2 separate regions of the Mus musculus genome follow, and region 1 is linked to region 2. A link is a contact called in public ChIA-PET data. All regions are on one chromosome and are shown on one strand. Each heading gives the region's core, a stretch centred on a gene start, on an enhancer-like site or on the middle of the called end of the contact. The rest is flanking DNA. Distances are from core to core; before and after follow the strand shown. Region 1 overlaps Ppip5k2 (diphosphoinositol pentakisphosphate kinase 2). Region 2 holds the start of Macir (macrophage immunometabolism regulator).

Region 1 (5,868 bases), core at 1,209-3,708, 84 kb after region 2:
CAAAACCTACTGAACAGGAAATGATAAAGTTACTACTATAGTATACACATAATTGCAATAGGAATTAAAAATGATATACCTTCCTCCTCACTGGATGTTTTCGGACAGCCATGAGGAAGATAGGTTAATTGGACCTTACGGTTTATTCCTGAAAAATGACCATACCTGAAAAATAAAATGCCAATTAGATCGTAAAATATGAATGAAGTATAGACTGAATTCCTAGAGAAAAACTAAGCTATATGGATAAAAACCAGTTCTCTTCTACTGCCTTGGTGGGTTCTTCAAAAGTAACCTAGCAAAACCAAATCAGTACTAATAGGCGATCATTTGTGAACTGTTTGATAAAAGTTAGACAAGTCTGAAAACACTGTACAGATAGGCACAGACACACATGCGAGCTGGGGTATGGGAAGGAGTTCCGGGAGAAGTTGTCATTTGAGCAGAGCTTGGTGACTGCATTCATGAACTCACAAAAGCCATGGCTGCTGGCACAAGATGAAGCCAGAGAAAATTCTGGTCTGTGTGTGTGTGTGTGTGTGTGTGTGTGTGTATGGGGTTGGGGGTTGGGGGGTACTCTGCAGGACCCACCATTACTGAGGCTATTGGTAGATGAGAGCTTCTGGGGACAATCACTCTTTCTGCAGAATACAACCATGGATAGGTCTCCCAATCGCCTGTGGATGCCCCATACCCACACATGATAATCAGTACGAGTTGGCTTTCACGAAGAATCCCAGTTAGGAAGAAGATGTGTTGGGGGAGGAGGAGGAAGTTAGAGGGGGATGAGAAGCAGCTATGATAACACTTATTGTATGCATATAGGAAATCCTTAAAAATGAAAGAAAAATGTTTTAAAACAAAGAACAATTTAAGTATTGTTACAAGATATAAGAACAGAAGTGGTAATCCATGTAAACCTCACAACAGAAATACTAACAGGTATTAATTTTTGAATGGACACTTCAAAATTGTTTAGCTAAGCAGGGCTGAATGTCAGATTCAGTTAGCTATGTGATCTTCATCCTAAGTATTCAAGAAGGTCCAAGTGAAAGGCTGCTTTCTTTCTCCTCATTGAAATTAATAGTGGAAACTAAAGCAGTAATTCAGTATAATAGTATATTTTGTCATATAAACCAAACAGAAGAATTGTATTGTAAGGAAGAGGTCCAAAGAGGTACTCACATCTCTAACACAGTCTTAAGTTGTTCAAGTTTTGACTTGTTTTCTTCAATTTCAGAGTCATTATTTTGCCCCAGCTCCATAAGAAGCTGCCTTGCAATATCCAGGACTTCCTATGCAAGTTAATATAAAAAGAGTTTAAATTTTTATATAGTTTCACCATTAAAAATTAAGCTCAGCATTCATTTAAAAAATATCACTAAACAAACAACGACAAAAACCCCAACAAACTTGCCTGTAATTGTTTTGGCTTCTTGAGCTTTAACTTCCCTGATTTATATCCATCACACTTTTCAAAAAGGTCAAAAAACCTTATAAAAGGATAGAAGACAGTTAGTCATTTGCAATCACTAGTGTTACAACTATGAAGCTGGGCATGCTGTGCACACTGATAATCATAGCGTTCAGAAAGCTGAACCAGGAGCACCATGAGTTCAAGGTCAGCCCGGGCAACATAGTAAGATTTTACTAAAGAACAAAAACAGCAAACAAAGCCCTCACCAAATAGTCAACCAAATAAAATAAGAGGTATGGGAATAAAATCTATGAACACAAATGTGTTTCTTCATTTAATTCAACTTTGCGTTTCCTCCACCTTGTCTCCCTGGCAAAGAATCTTGTTACATATTTCCCAGTTGGTATCTTATCTCCTTGGCTCAAGTGATCCTCCTGCTTCCACTTCTGAGACTCGAGTGCATGTGCTTTGTGGTACCCACTGCACTTAGCATCTGCTCCTCTTTTCCTGATATCACTCAACGTAGGTCTAAAGCACAGCAAACCAATACCTACTATAGTACTTTCAAAATGTGTGCACAACGCAAGCAGCATCCCATTAAGAAAAAAATAGTTTCTGTTGTCAATGCATCAGATGTCAATACATATTTAATGGCTCAGGTTTCCATATCAAACATATCAAACACTGAACAGAAATAATGAGACCTTTCTACAGATTTACTTCTGGAATGCTGAGATGTTGTTTCTTATAGTACAATGTAAAAAAACAATAAACTAAGAATAAGTAGAATATATTTATGATGATGAATGAAGGGCAAATAGACTGACAGTTACAGATAAACCCACAATAAAATTTAGATGCTTACACACCTTTAATGAGTTTGTACACATTCAGTGGATTAAATATTTTCATGATCAAAAAAATAGTTAAGTAAGTAAAACTACTGTGATCTATCACTCAGAAGAGCTAAGGCTAGCAGATGTCTCAAACCCCACACAAACAGAGCGTTCGCCTCAGACTCACTTCTGATGCCTCACTTCCATTTTCATTTTCTGTTTCGGTGTTCGATCCCCATGTCGTATCACAGCGATGACACATCGAAGTTCCATCCTGAAGTGACAAAAAAACAGAAAAACCAAAAAACCCCTCTGGTCTCAATTCCCTAACATCAAAGGTTTCTTTTGACCTAATTTTAGAAGACCAAATCCTAGAGCAGGTTAAGAAGCCAGAGAAGAGTGGTGGTCATTTTTACACAGTAGTCCTTCTTCTTCAGGTGATGACCATAACCTGGGAGAAAGTACATGGACTCCTAACCTGAGCTTTATTGTTCACTAAACATCCGCCCTGAAGAATTATCAGGAGAGACGCCATTAAATCAAAGCAAAAATGAACTGTTCTATGATGGCTGTGGTATCTGTATGATTATATCTTGCTTTCTAAGAAAAGCATTATTATAATTCAACTTAAAAACTTGTTTAGCAGCATGCTAGAGTTAAAAGGTAATATTTCAATTTTCAAAGTACAAACCATTGAACACATGCCTGAAAGACATTAACAGTCCAAAATAGTCTATGTTGAATTAATTTGAAAATGCTGCCTCAAAAATATACTTAAGTACTTTCCATCTATCTATCTATCTATCTATCTATCTATCTATCTATCCATCCATCCATCTATCTCATACACTTTCCTCCCAAATAGGACTTTTCAAAATACTGAAACATGGTAATATATATCTGTAAACTTGTGACTATGAAGTATTCAGTCACATCGTCTGACATTAAAGTGAGTGACTTTCCCTAGCAGAATGCTATCAAACCCTATGGCAGTCTTGTTCTAATTTACTTACCTAAGATATACCTAGACAGAGACAAAGCTGACTGATGCTACAACCTACGTAATGCTCCCAGGGCATCACCATGGTCAGAGGTTTCATTACATGGTTCTATACTTGTGCAAGATCATAATGTAATAGTCTAAGCTTTAGCATACCCTTGTAAAAACATATCCCTTCCCCCAACTTCAAACTGAATCATATGAAAATATATATAGTAACTAAGTCATTCAGAAATAAATTTTTACCAATAAGAAGACAGACTAATGTGGAAAGCCTAAGGAATTTCTGAATGAAAACTGAATAATTGAAACTTACATAGTTCCAGAGGTAGTTGGTACAATTGGAATATCTTCAGCTTCTAATGGTATTGACCACGGGATATGAAACTGTGGTGCAAGCTCCCGCATTACGATATTGCTTTAAGACAAAAAAGAATTATTAAAAGTTAATCCAAAGATAGATGTGGTTATTTAATTATGCCATGATAAAGAAACATAAGGGGGCTGGTGAGATGGCTCAGTGGGTAAGAGCACCCGACTGTTCTTCCGAAGGTCCAGAGTTCAAATCCCAGCAACCACATGGTGGCTCACAGCCATCTGTAACAAGATCTGACTCCCTCTTCTGGAGTGTCTGAAGACAGCTACAGTGTACTTACATATAATAAATAAATAATAAAAAAAAAAAAGAAAGAAACATAAGAATTTAAGTCGAACTATCAAATGGTAATATTACCCTGATTATGTATATTATGATTATGTTATGATCAAGTACTGATCATGAAAACTTAGATACGTCTAAATTGAACACATTAACAAAATGACATATTTGCGATTAATTTATATAGTTTGAAAATAAAACATGTTGCTCTAACTACATTTCCAGTTAGATGTTTTTTGAATCATTCATTAATTGTCTGTTAAACACCTATTATGCTATTTGTCTGTGTGAGGTACTGTTCATAGTAACCAGAGCCGTGTGCACAGAGCACTCCTTCACTGACTTCGATCTCTGACAAACTTAATCTAAATATGATAATTTCTAACAAGCCATTACTATATTTTACTAATAGGAGAAACAGTGAAAGATGCTTAAATAACTGATTTGAGGGCTGAGAGATTTCTTAGTTGGTAAAGTGCTTACCTTGCAAATATGAGAACCTGAGTTTGAACCAAACAATGCTCAGTTTAAAAGATAAGCCATGTGTGGGGAATCCCAGTGTTGGGAAGGCAGAGAGTTCCAGGCCAGAGAGAGGGCAAGAGACCCTATCTCAAGAACAAGTGGATTGTAGCTGAGAATGACACGTCAGGATGGGCTTCCATCACCACAAGCTCCTGCACACACACGAATACCTCGTAGATACATCCACCTCTGCATAGTGCACACAAACCCACTCTCTCTTTTCCTTCCTTCCCTCCTCTCCTCGTATTTCTCTTCTCTTTCCTCTTCTCATTCTCTCTCATTCATACATACATACATACATACTATTTTTTTATACCTTAGTATATATTTATGCTAAAATAAGACACCCATGCCTTCAATTTCCTCTCTCTCTCTCTCTCTCTCTCTCTCTCTCTCTCTCTCTCTGGTTTTTGAGACAGGGTTTCTTTGTGTAGCCCTGGCTGTCCTGGAACTCACTCTGTAGACACCCAGGCTGGCCTCGATCTCAGAAATCTGCCTGCCTCTGCCTCCCAAGTGCTGGGATTAAAGGCGTGCAACACCACTGCCCGGCTCAATTTCTCTTTATTAAAAAGCTTGTGCCTTTGAAGTGCAGTACAAAAGCTGACTCTAATGACTTTACGCATTTTTGTCATAGCTGCTTAGAAAGATACACTTCTTGCTTTATTAATCTTCTAAATCAAATGATATATAAAAAATGGTATTTCTACACATACTTTCTTTTCTACTCGTTTGATTATCTTATTAGAACAGCAGATAATGAACATTCAGAAAGACGTAAAGGAAAACAACCCTACACTTCAAAGTCTTCTCTGTGGCTCAAGTATCTTATCTTATGAATGCTTATTTATCTCATTAAGTAGGTTAACAAAACACTTCAAATATAACTACATAGGAAAAATGAAGGAATGGTGCATCTAATAATCCAATGTTACAGCATAATCCCTGATGTGAAATTGTTAGGAATATGTTATTAATTAAGCTGTCCCCATAAACTAAAGCACAGCTCAGAATCTGGCATAGTTTAGAGGTATCTTATCAACATGGAACATTACCCTCAAGTGATCAAAAAGTTCCCATGGCTAACACATGCTCAAAGGCACACAGGAGGAAGGTTCAGTAGTAAATGCTTACCCAAGAATTTTTGCACAGTCATCATAGTACTTCATGGAATTTTTCACAAAACTGAAGCCATTGACATCGCATACATAGGATTGTCCATTGGCACGTAACAAATCAAAGCCACAAACCGTTTGCTATTTAAAACAAGGTAGAAATTTTAGGGTATCATTGGAACTACTATGAATCCATATTCTAATTTATTAATTATATGTAAGTGTTTGTAACATTTTAAAAAATGAAGGTTATAAATAACCATAACCTTGAGTACTCTGAACACACATTATGTATTCCATGTGATTATTCCCTTAACATGAAT
Region 2 (6,565 bases), core at 1,658-4,157:
AAAATAGAAAAATACCAAATTTTATCACTATATAAGTGGCTATATAAGCATATATAGGGGGCAGGGGCCACAGGCAAGGGAAATTCCATTTCAACTGGTGAAAATGTTTTGTAATCAAAATATTTTCTGCTCTCAAAGGCTATTCTAAAATAAATAAATGAGGGACTAACGCATTCCTCAAGTAGAAAAACACTGAACAGAACTAAAACGGTTCAGCGGCCAGACAGATTAGAACACCGAATGGAAAACAAAATGCTTTGCTGAACCCATGCGCTCTCACCATGGTGACCACTTGCAACCTTCTTACCTTTCTGCGGCTTGTAAAAAAACCAAATCACTAAGGGCTTGGAAAAGCAGTTATCACGTGTAGTGTGACTTTTTAAAAACCTCCTTTGACCTTACCAACAAACCGCCAACCTTCCCAGCATGGTAAGGCAACCCATAATTGGTTCAGAAAGACACAAGTGTGTGTGTTCCTCTTTCTAGTATCAGTTCCCTTAATAGCAGGACCCTTAAAGAGCCCAGCATTCACTTGGTTTCCATCTCTGCTAATTAAAATCAAGCCCACGTTACTATATCACATTCAGCTTCACTCCAAACATGTCTGACAACAGCTGAAACCACAAAGTCTACTCGCAGTCTTTATAAGAAACCTGCCTCTTCTGGAAACCTAACCACGAAGACACGGGTATCTTTGGTGGTGATTCACCTTCCGGAAGGAAAGCTAAAAACTGAGTATCCACTGGGAAAATAACTGAGGCCTCAAATCAGGAAACAAAAACTTAAACGGTGTTTAGAAACTAATGTCCTCATCACACCCATTACTTTTTAAGACAAAGTGTTAAGTTTCTCTTCGAAACTATGGTAATACATAGATGGAAGCTAATCGGCTGTTAGTACTGTCAGTGATCCCTCACACCTGGGAGACTTGGTGCTAACAGTTCTATCTACAACTAAACATCAAAACACATTTTATGCACCAAGTCTTACCAAAGTTGAGTAGTCTCGGTGCTCATGAACGCTAACATGTCATCCTGTCCGTTTTGTTTTTAATCCAAGGTCTCATAATAAAAACACCCAAATCATTAAAATAACCCACGCATACACTGTAGCCCAAAGCTTCTGGGAGAATAACCACATATGGAACTAATTGGGAAAATAAATTTTGTGAAAGAGTCGTTTCCAATCCTTAGTGTCTAGCTTGTTGCACTACAGTAAAAGACCCCGGCACCTGAAATTATATAGTGGCATTTCGAGGAAAAACAACATAAAGTAAAGTTTAGAAACCTCGGAGATCTTGTGCGACTTCTGCTCTTTCAGCTAGGAGCCTCTAATAGGGTACAGTGTTGCTGTGTCCATAATTACTCCTCTTGGAAGGATGAAAAAGTTCAGCGCCAGTGTCTCCCAGTGTTTCCAGCCCCACTTACACACACACACACACACACACACACACACACAGAGAGAGAGAGAGAGAGAGAGAGAGAGAGAGAGAGAGAGAGAGAGAGAGAGAGAGAACACAAAACAAAAACAAAACCCTGGTTCTGAAGAAATCCTCAGCCCACTCTAAGCAAAGCGGCGTGGGCAGAGAGCCCGGGAGTCTCTAGCGAGCCAGACACTTGCCAGGGGGAAAGCACGCGGCTGTCCTTCCCTTCGCGAACTGGGTTCCTTCCTGGCCGAGATTTGCAGATTCCACCACTAGAGCGACTTTGGCAGCTTCACAATGGGCCGCTTCTCAAGGTCTGAGCGCCGGCCGCTGCCAGGCGCCCTTTCCTAGGCTTCCCACCCGCCCCAAAGTCCACCAGCGACAGGTGGGGCGAGGGTGGCGGTGCCCGAGACATCTGCCGCCTTAGTTTCTGGCCAGCGCCCGGCCGCGATTCCCCAGTCCACAGGCGCTCCTCCGCCACCGCCGGTCCGTCTGTCCGTCACCAGCCGCCGCACCGGCCTCGGCCTCGCCCGCGGGGTGCAGCGCGCACTGGTGGCCGAGATAAGGTCGCCAGGGGCTGTCTCCCGCCGCTATCTGTAGCCCGCAGCCGCGGCTTGTACACCGTTGGGGCCAGAGGCGCGGCAAGCCGGGCGAGCGTTACTTCTCAATGGGCCTCCGCCGGGCCTGCCGCCTGGCGCTGCGGGTAGGGCGAGCCGCCTAGCTGGCGCGCGCCGACGCGCTCAGACTTCCGCACCTTGGCACCGCGGGAGCGTCGCTCCGGGTCGCAGAGTCCCCGCACCGCATGTCGGCGGCGAGCGCACGCCCGCCCGCCCGCCGGTCCGTCCGCTCGCTCGCTCGCTCGCCGCGCGCGCACGGGGCGCACGCCCCCGCACACTCACCCGCGCCGCACACTCCCGCGTCGCCGGCCCCACCCCTGTGCCAGGAAGCTGCGGGCTCTCGCACCCCGCTCGGGCCCCACCCCAGGCTCCAGTCCCCCCACCACCACGCCAGCCATTCGCACCAAGGCTCAGGGACCAGCGCCGCTCGCAGCCCCGGTGTCACCGAGCCATCAGCCATCGCGGAGGCCGGCGCGGCCCGGGGCTTCCCTGCGCTGCGCACACACCGCGCGCCCGGCCGGGACACGAGGCGAGGAGGAAGGGGCGGCGCCGTGCCTGGGGCTGGCACAGTGGCTCGCTGACTGGGGCACCCACACTCACGCGCGTACCCCACCCATCCCCGCCACCACCTCTGCAGCACAAAAGGTTGCAGGAGGAGTGGCGCTCCCCGTCCAACGTACCGGTCGTCCAGGGTTCCGCCGGTTCCTCTATGGCCGGCAGCCGCAGACCCCGAAGCCAAGGGCGGGCGAGGCGCGGGGCTGCGGCGCCGAGGTGTGGGCAGAGGCCGCCAGCGGAGCCAGCCGGGTACCCGCTGCTCTCCCACCGCGCTCGGCGCCAGCTACGGCCCGCCGTAGTCCCGCCTCCTCCCCCGCCTCCGCCCGCCTTCCCGCCTCCTCCCGCGGGCTGCGGAGGCGAGGCCGGGAAGCGCAGAGCCCGCCTCCTGCGCCAGGCTCGCACGCTCGGCTGGGCGGGCGGCTGGGCCGGCGGCGTGAGAGCGCAGAACCGGAGGCTGTTGCGGGGACGGGAGGCGGCGGCGTGATGCCACACTGCTCCCGGACCAAAGTCCGCCGCACCCTCCGGGGAGCCGCAGCTCACAGGCCTGACAATGCGGGCCGCTCCCACAGAGCGGTGTGCTAAACTCTGTGGGGATGGCTGTGATTTTTGAGTTTCTGCTGATCAGAAGTTGAGAAGAGCAGAAGCCCATGAAGTTAAAATTATACTATAATAATAAATAATAATAATAATAAATGTCAACAACTAAATATGGGGGCGGGGTGAAGACTAAATTCTGAGTCACTTGTTTCTCTTCTCTTTTCCTTTCTAGCTTCCTTCCTGTTCTGTCTTTACAAGGTCTCACTCTGTACCCAAGGCCGGACTTAAGCTCCGGAGAACCGTTCTGCCTTAGTCTCCAGAGCGCTGGGATTACAGGGATGAGGTGCCATCCCAACAAGATTTTCTTTTCTCAGTCCATATGCCACTCCCCTGCCGAAGTGGTCAATGCAGCATTACAAATATTTGCTGATATTTATTTAGCTCTAGGTGCCAACCCTTTTGACGCACATTCCCAAGTTTGCAGCTCTCAACTGTGCTAGTCCACATTTTTAAGACAGAAAACATGAGTTACATCCTTGAAGTCACAGACCTTTCATATAGCTGAGCTGTTTGTGTATTTATAAATTTAAATTCAGGTTCCTGCATTGTGTGGCCTTTTAAACGGTGCTTTATCTGAACATAAAGTCATACATTTCATCTAGACTAATACAAACTTAAAGCAAATAGTTCATGTTCCAGAGTCTATATATGTCCCCCAAATTACCAAGGTTAATAAATACACTCTGGCTCCAAGATGTGGCTTCTGGTTTCTCTGCAACTGAAGGACACTTACTCAATTGCTTCTCATATGCTCTGATGTAAGTATCAGAAAAAGGAAGGAAGAGGCCAGATTCATGAATGTTCTCAGTTACTCTTCCCCAACATGATATTCATGTAACTTATCAAATATAGATAGACCCTAGTACACTGTACAGGTATTGAATGCTCAAGTGATTAAATTTTGTTTTATATTTATTTGTTCAGTTGTTTTGTGCCCCCCCCTCCCCGCCCCACCACCATGGGTACCTTAGTAGAAGATGCTCCAAGTATTTTCAGATTTGAACATTTATCACAGCAGTGTATTCTGATGTTCGTTCTTATAAAACTACCTCGGAAACATTACAAATTATTTCAAGAAGCTTAGTTTCATTTTGTCTGAACTCATAATTTTTTTAAGAGAACACCTTGTAACTTGGCCTTTGTTCTGAAATTTTAGCAATGTTCTTTGGCCAGAAGCAATAAAGTTCCGACTAGTCTCTCCGTTCATTAGGCTGAAAGCTAGCCTTGTCTCCAGCTGTCTCCCACTCTAGGTTCCCACCTCTGAGACTCTTCATCCAATCAAAAGTTAGGTTAGTTCTCCAGTGTCACAATGAATACCTAAACTAATTCACTAGGCCAGCATGGTTTTATATGTGGTTCATGATGGTTATGTCTAGAGACTATCATATTTAGAATATGTGGGGCCGCTCAGGATGGTAGCTGTGTGCCTATGAAAGAAGAAAGCAAGATGGAAACACTTTGCGAGCTTTCTGGATGTTCCATTAAGAAAAAGTTAATCCAGGAAGGAAGGAAGGAAGGAAGGGAGGGAGGGAGGGAGGGAGGGAGGGAGGGAGGGAGGGAGGGAGGGAGGAGAGAGAGAGAGAGAGAGAGAGAGAGAGAGAGAGAGAGAGAGAGGAAAGAAGAAAGAAGAAAGAAAGAAAGAAAGAAAGAAAGAAAGAAAGAAAGAAAGAAAGAAAGAAAGAAAGAAAAGAGAGAGAGAAAGAAAAGGAAAAAAGGGGGAGAGAGAGCAAGAGAGAGGACAGACAAACATGCTTGAAAAAGAGTGGCCCCAAATGTTAACTTGAACTTCTAATCCACAAGGCCTTTCAGAACCTAGAGCTCAGGTGCTCTATCTCAAATGTCACCTCTGTGGTTATATCTTGGCCTTGAAATATCCTTCCTCCCCCCCCACCCCCCCAAAAAAATAAAATCACTTCTCAAATGTCACTTGTCTGGGAAGAATTATTCATTGATGGATTACCACTTAGCAAACAGCCAGATTGAAAGAACAGGATAAGTGAACTTAAAAAAAAAAAAAAGATCACACCTGAAACTACAATGGTAGGTATGCAAGAAATAACACATCGACTTTTTTAAAAAAACAGAAAACCAAAAACCTTGTTTCCAGCAGGGTGCCATAAAAAAGTACAGGCCATGGCTATGTCTACCAACACCTTAACTGAATGCAGCAGAGATCTCAGATGCCAAGTAGAGGTCTCCCACAGTGAAGGGGCTGAGATACCACTCCACAGTCCCTACCTGGAAAATGAAGGTGGAGGCTCCTGGGATCAGGGGGCAAAACCAGTCTTGTGGAAGCAGGCTCCACGGCAGCAGAAGATAACTGCAGAGGAGGCATCTGTGGCAAGGAGAAAGGGAAGTGTACCACAGAATCTGCTCTCCTCCTGCCCCGATGCTCACAGGCATCCCTTATCAATCACTCATTTCCCTGGTCCTTTCCAGAACTGCCACTTACAGCCATGTATCACAGTGTGCATGTCCATAAATGGGATGGCCCTGCCTTAAATATATGATCCCTTCCTTTCAGGTCCTTTCCACTCTTCATTTCTTTGTTTAGTTTGTTGTTGTTGTTGTTGTTGTTGTTGTTGTTGTTGTTGTTGTTGTTGTTGTTTGAGACAGGGTCTCTTTATTTAGTCCTGGCTGGCCTGGAGCTCGTTATGTAGAACAGGCTGCCTTCCAACTAGCTTACAGAGACCCTTTTGTCTCTGCCTCCCAACTGCTGAGATTAAAGATGTGTGCCACCGTGCCTGGCTCTTTCCTTCTCTTCACTACTTAAAGCCAAAGCAATATTGAGATGTGGGGCCATTTTGCTGAGCATTTCACATCCTCAGTAATTCATCTTTAGGACCCTGAGGTGTCCTTAGAGCTGGGCCTCAGGCTGCAGCATCCCGGAACTGCTGCTCTCATGTCCTCCATTCCAGCTACAGGGAAACCTCTCAGGAAAGACCTTCTTCTTCTTCTTTCTGTCTTTCCAGTTGCTCTGCCAACCTACTCTTTGGTTTCTGGGATACAGGCTTTGGGCAACTACAGACCATAAGAAGAAATATCCTGAAGGCAATGCCTCTATTCACTGTCACATGAGGATAAGTCCAAAGTGTATGTTGGGGGCAGGGACTAAGGCTTCAACATATTATCCATATTGTAATTAAATTGGACATAGTACTACCGGAGGATTCAGCAATACCTCTCCTGGGCATATATCAAGAAGATGTCCCAACCAGTATGAAGGACACATGCTCCACTATGTTCATAGCAGCCTTATTTATAATAGCCAGAAGCTGGAAAGAACCCAGATGCCCCTCAACAGAGGAATGGATACAGAAAATGTGGTACATTTACACAATGGAGTACTACTCAGCTATTAAAAAGAATGAAT

What was found. ChIA-PET counts read pairs in DNA pulled down with a chosen protein or histone mark.
Region 1: a contact with region 2 is called in an RNA polymerase II ChIA-PET map of memory CD8 T cells, with 27 read pairs. The contact joins the enhancer-like site here to the promoter of Macir in region 2. A contact is called at or near these places in 2 of 39 promoter capture datasets (the C10 cell line and pre-B cells), 1 of 484 Hi-C or Micro-C datasets (Th1 cells), 2 of 115 datasets of contacts at active chromatin or transcription factors (effector CD8 T cells and memory CD8 T cells) and 3 of 9 other capture datasets (adipose tissue, liver and pancreatic islet).

Annotation. Positions count from the first base shown.
Region 1 is chr1:97,743,978-97,749,845 of GRCm38.p6, forward strand. It overlaps Ppip5k2 (diphosphoinositol pentakisphosphate kinase 2), which reads right to left. Exons shown (of 28, transcript NM_173760.5): 9 at 5,565-5,686; 10 at 3,570-3,671; 11 at 2,441-2,527; 12 at 1,418-1,493; 13 at 1,186-1,295; 14 at 80-165. Among named protein-coding and RNA genes, the nearest start is that of Ppip5k2, 23 kb to the right of the region's middle. Within about 2 kb of position 2,459, at least 13 of the 459 cell types and tissues checked have an H3K27ac peak or open chromatin away from gene starts, as enhancers often do. A contact at or near this core is called in Th1 cells, effector CD8 T cells and memory CD8 T cells, where this site is marked.
Region 2 is chr1:97,659,111-97,665,675 of GRCm38.p6, forward strand. Macir (macrophage immunometabolism regulator) reads right to left here and starts at 2,908. Exons shown (of 3, transcript NM_133825.3): 1 at 2,721-2,908.